Regions from separate parts of the Sus scrofa genome. Here region 1 is linked to region 2. The links are chromatin contacts, called in public HiChIP or PLAC-seq maps. All regions are on one chromosome and are shown on one strand. The core of a region is the stretch at or near the end of the contact, and the rest is flanking DNA. Distances in the headings are between cores, read along the strand shown. Region 1 holds the start of GLI2 (GLI family zinc finger 2). Region 2 overlaps GLI2 (GLI family zinc finger 2).

Region 1 (2,700 bases), core at 135-2,634, 140 kb before region 2:
TGACCTTGGACACACTCCTTCTTTAAGCCTCAGTCTTCTCACTTTTTTTTTTTTAAGGGCCGCACCCGTGTCATATGGAGGTTCCCAGGCTAGGGGTCCAATAGGAGCTGTTGCTGCCAGCCTATGCCAGAGCCACAGCAACGTCAGATCCGAGCCACTCCTGCTCAGGGCAACGCGGCCAGATCCTTAACCCACTGAGCGAGGCCAGGGATTGAACCTGCCACCTCATGGTTCCTAGTTGGATTCGTTTCCGCTGTGCCATGACAGGAACTCCCAGCCGTCTCACTTGTAAAATGAGGAAGGAGAAAACTTACGTGACAGAGGTTTGTAGTTTAAATAATAAAAGAAATACAACCTGTCACCAAGCACATAGTAGATGTAACAGGAATGTTAGAAAGAAAAATTTAAAACTTCCTTCAATGAGGCACTCTTTGGTGAAGGACCCTCGGCCCTAGAGAGGGTGGTGGCCCCCCATGACTTGAGGGACACTTTGGCCAGCTGACCCCTGTGCTTCCTCATGCCAGGCCGCTCAGTTCCGGGCTGCGGTGCGGCCTGAGGGCCCGAGGCTCGGCACCTAGTCTCCTTAAGCAAGTTCTTTCACACACACACCCATACACACTTTGGCCCGAAAATTCAACGAGGTTTTTTAAATTCCTTCTTCCTCTGTTGTTGTTGGGTTCTGATTACTTCCATCTGGTTGCGGCAGCTCGAGTGGAGTCTCTAAAAAACAAAACAAAACAAACAAAAAGCCTCCCTACCAAACACAAGGAACCAAACCTAAAAGGCAGCTTCGCTTCTCACCAGCACGCGCTCTGGGGGCGACTCTTGTGAGCCGCGGCGGGGGGCGCAGGCCAGACCCCCGGCACCTGCGCGCGCCACGGGCAGGAAGAGGTTCCGCGCAGAACCGGCCCCGCGGAGCTAGCCTCCCTCCCAGCCTGGCCTCCTGTCCCCCGCTTCCGCCCCGGCGCCGGCAGAAGCGGGTGCACTGGGAACAGCGACCCGGGCATCTCCCGGCGGAGGGGAAGAGGGAGGTGGAGAGGGCGGTGATTTCAGAGATTGAAAACAGAGCAGTCGCTGCGCCCCGGCTCGGAGCTCATCTGACTTGAGTTAGCGAACCTCCCCCCCCCCCAATCTCGGCGCCTTAAAAAAGTGTTGGGGACTGGCGCGTTCTTTCGTTCTTGGCTCGAACTTTCTTCTTCGTAGGTGTGCTTTTTCTTTTCGGTGCTGGGGTTGGGGGGGGAGTCCTCGGCTGCCCCTCCCCTCGGAGTCTCCCAGGTCCCCCACCCCCGGGCGGGGGCGCGCGGCGCGGGCGGGGGCGCGGCGCCGGGGTGTGCTAGGGCTTGTGCGCGCGGGGGCGCTGCGCCGTGCGGACTGCTAGCTGGACTGCGGGAGTGCCGAAGCTCGCCAGCCGAGGCAGCACGGCTCCGCGGACTTTTTTTCAAACTCCCATCAATGAGTCTTCGAGGAGGAGCGGGAGGCGGCGGCGGCGGCGGACTCGGAGGAAGGCGCGGAGGAACCGGAGGAGCGGGAGGAAGGAGCGCGGCGCGCCGGGGTCTTGGGGAGCTGCCCGGTCACCGGCGGTAGGGGCTGCCGGCCCCCGGCCGCCTCTGGATCCCCTCCCCTGCGTGGCCCGCCTCGCCCCGGCCGGACGGAGCCTCGGCACACGGCAGCCCGCGGCGGGACGCCACGCCAGCCAAGTTGGGATGGGGGCCCACAGCCACCGCCCGGCGCCCCGGAGGCCACCTGCGTGCTAGAGGCAAACTTTTGTCTCCCTCGGTAAAGTTGCATTGATCTTCTTTTGCTTGCTTTTCGTTGCGAAGTGCCCCCTACTCCGGCCGAACCCGGGCGGACTGGGATGCTGCGCCGTCTTGGAGGGTTCCTAGGCCGGGTACGCGCGCCACGGCACGGGGATCCGGGCACCGGGCTTGGGGCGGGGGGGTGGCCCTGGTCCCGTTTCTGGCCAAGCCGGGCGGGTACATAAGGGGAGTCCGGAGGCTAGGAACTCGTGGCCAGGGGATGATTTGCATCCCCCCTTCCCACCTGGGGGAAAGAGCCTTCCTCTTGGGGTGCGCAACTGATTCGGTCTCCCTACCTCCCGGTCTCCTCCGCGCCCGAGCCCGGGGCTGTTTTTTCGGGAGGTGAGAGTAGCACAGGAGGCTGCGAAGCTCGAAAAGATAGGCCGTGAGAGTATGTCTTCGGGGAGTGTGCAGCATGTGGAGGGGCTGCAGCCACAGTGAACTTCTAACTGCACTTCTCCGCGCTCTCTGTCCCGAACCCTGCCTTTCTTTCTTTCTCACTCCTTCCTCCTCCTCGTCAGGCCCTGTCGCCCCCTCCCCCTCGGTCAGGCTCCCTCCCGGCTTCTTTCCTCCTCCTCCCATGCCCTCCGCCCCGAGATCCGCTTGACTTCCCGGAGGGATCCGCATGTAATTCCCTCGCCCTGTCCTCGGGTACCCCCCCACCCCGCACTTCCATCCCCGCCCCCAACTCTTCGTCTTCCCCCCACCCCGCAATCTCTCAACGAGTATATTTGCTGAGGAATTTGAAAAATCCACTACTGCAACTTGATCTGTGTGTGATGGATGGGGAGAGGCGCGGAGAGAGTTGGGCGCCAATCCTATTAAGGGTTTAGAAAGGGGAGCGTTTTCCCCGGACGGGGGCGGGGAGGGGTGTTGAGAGGGGAGGAGGAAGGGAGCGTGGGCT
Region 2 (2,700 bases), core at 123-2,622:
ACAGTTCCTTCCAGATCCGAGGGAGGAGGCAGGGGTCTAGGCTGCCCTTGTGGATGAGGAGTGGGTCCCACGGGCTCAGCCCCCTCTGGAGGAATGTGTCCTGCCTTGGGAGCCTCCGATTGTGCTCCCGAAGGCAAGTTGGGGGTGGGTACGGAGGGTTAAGGCAGGGCTGGACTGGACTGTGGTCACCAAGGGCCTCAGGTGGTGGCATGACATCGGGGACCTCTGAAGAGGAGCGGGACCCCAGAGGGTCAGGGCGGGGGAAGCGGGTGGTTGCTTCTGGAGCCTTCCTCCTCCTGGTCCCCCTTCCTTTCCAATTCTGGGGAAAACCTCTAGCATCTCGTATTTACCTGAATTGCGTCATTTAAGGCAGATCTCCCTTTAGGGGACAGAATGGCTGCTTTTCACTTTCATGATGCCTTGAGATCAGATGGGAAAAGGGGTACAGAATGTTGCTGGGGGATAGGAAGGGCTGGAGATGACAATTATCTTGGCCCCTGACAAGCCCAGTCAGCCCCTCCCCCTCTGTTAGCAGAAAATAGAGTATTGGGGGCATGGGGGCCTTGGCAGGATCAGTGGCCCTGGCAGATCTGCCTGGCAGGTCCACAAGCTGTGTCTGATGGGAACGCCTTGTCCCAGGGTACTTGCTGTGTCCCCTCCGTGAAAGGGAGACGACAGGTGGGAAGTGAGTTTTCACCACCTGGAAAGGATTCTACACTTATAGACAAACTCCGTTTGTGACATTTCAGCTGATTGGGGATGGGATCAGATCCTCTGGTGACCTCTGTGTAGGAAGAGGGCCACCTTGCCTCCCGGGGACCCTGCTTCCTGCTCTGTGGCCCTGAGTGTCCACAGGGAGCCGCGGGGAGCCAGGGAACCTTCCAGAGAAGGCAGGGAACAGTGGCCTGGGGTCCAGGTATGTCTTTCCCAACCTCACTCTGCACCGTGGGCAAGTCAGGGTCCCTTCCTGGGCCTCAGTTTCCCCTTCTTACCTGGCACACCTCTGGGCCAGATGGCCCCTAAGGTCCCAGCCACTGCCCTCTCCCTCTCTGGGAGGTTGCAGAGCTGGGAGCTTGAGGCACCACAACCCCCCAGCTCCAGACCCATGCCCTGGAACAGCCCGGCCCCTGGAGGGGCCAGCCAGCAGGTTTCTCCTAGCAGGAAGGTTCCTGCAGCCCCTAGGCTGGGACGGGTCCCCCAGCGAGGAGAACACGCCGCCCACAGCAGCCGCCAGACCCCCCAAGTCACGCCAGCCTTTGCATTAGCCAGCGTTCCTAAACCCTGCCAGCTGGCCATCAATGATTCATGCGCTCCGCCTCCCTCCAGCGGCCACTTGACGTTCCCTCCTCCGCTGCTCCATCCCGCGCTCCACGCCTCTCTGTGGGCAGCACCCTCCCTGCAAGCCGTCCCTCCTCCCTCCGGCCCACGCGGGGTAAGTTGCAGGAGAAAGGCAGCTTTCCTGTGATGCCTCAAGTGGCAAGGAGGAGGCAGCCGCTCTTGTTTGCACAGGCCTGGCCTGAAGCTTTCTTCTGCACGTCCCTCTCCGAGTCCCCCCTCCACACTCCAAGTTTGAAGAGGGGGTGGTGGATGAGCAGACTCCCAGACCCGGGAGCTGGCCGGGGAGGGGGAGAGATGGGAAAGGGGGAGAGGGAATGAAAAGAGCTGGTGGGGCGGGGGGAGGTGGGGAGAAAGGACTTTGGCCCCCAAGAGAAAACAACGCAGGGAAGGAAAGTGAAGTGACTCCTGCGTGGAGATGGGGAGGCAGGTCAGGGAGTGGGTGGGAAGGACGTGTGTACTGTCAACCACAGGATTGCTTCCCAGCTCCTCCCTCCCGACAGACAGCCCCTCAGAACTTTGAACCAGGAGTTTCTTCTGAGATCTGGCAGAGCCGAGCATCTGGGAGTTCAGCCTTCGCCACTGCAATTCCCCGGTGGTCTTAGCAGCAAGGAGGATGCGCAGACAAGGAGCTTTGTTGTCTGCGGAGCCTCAGCTCTGAGCGACTTAGAAGAAAAACACGTGTGTGTTAAAACTCGGCTTCCCTGGGGAAGATGCTGTTTTCGCATGAGGAACGAATTTGGGAAAAGTTGAGTTGAGGAGGGGAGGAAACAAAACCGGATTCGAAAAGAATGTTCTAGAGGCTTGGCAAAGTCTAGAAGACATTTTCTTTCACATCCTTTTGATTCTTCCTTCTTTTGGCTTCCTAATAGCCCTTACTTGGCCTGGCCTTTGCAGCCCCAGGAAATAGCCTCCAGGGGTCCTGACAGTGGGGGGCTTCTGCAAGTGGGGGTGATGCCACCGTGTAAGGCCTTGTGGGCTGCTCCCTGCCCTAGAGGAGGGGACGGGCAGGCACAGAGGCCCCCTCAACCCCTGTCTTTGTTGGGGCTGATCCCAGTGCGTTTGTATTTTCCCCTTTGCCGGTGGAAACAGAGGGAGGCAGGGAGATGAGGCCTTCCTGGTGGCTCTGCCTCTGGGGGAGACGGTGCTTGGGGGTGCAAGGACACGGTGGTGATGAAAGGAGATGAGAGAGGAGAGGCACTGTCCTATCACCAAGGCTTGAGGGCTGGAACTTTCATCCTCAGGGCAGTGGGACAGGTCTGGGTGGCCGTGTGGGAACATCCCTCTAACTGCCACAGAGAGGACCGCCACAGGGCCTGGGAGAGACGAGCTTGGCTGGGCCGGAGTCGGAGCAGGGAGGGGAGC

The links. HiChIP or PLAC-seq counts read pairs in DNA pulled down with a chosen protein or histone mark.
Region 1: an H3K27ac HiChIP or PLAC-seq map of skeletal muscle shows a contact between it and region 2. The contact joins the promoter of GLI2 here to the enhancer-like site in region 2. A contact is called at or near these places in 8 of 47 Hi-C or Micro-C datasets (brain, embryonic fibroblasts, fetal skeletal muscle and 3 more) and 1 of 2 datasets of contacts at active chromatin or transcription factors (skeletal muscle).

What each region holds. Positions count from the first base shown.
Region 1 is chr15:30,577,949-30,580,648 of Sscrofa11.1, reverse strand. GLI2 (GLI family zinc finger 2) reads left to right here and starts at 1,384. Exons shown (of 14, transcript NM_001315712.1): 1 at 1,384-1,776.
Region 2 is chr15:30,438,528-30,441,227 of Sscrofa11.1, reverse strand. All of the region lies in intron 2 of GLI2 (GLI family zinc finger 2), which reads left to right. Among named protein-coding and RNA genes, the nearest start is that of GLI2, 140 kb to the left of the region's middle. Within about 2 kb of position 1,372, at least 18 of the 83 cell types and tissues checked have an H3K27ac peak or open chromatin away from gene starts, as enhancers often do. A contact at or near this core is called in fetal skeletal muscle and skeletal muscle, where this site is marked.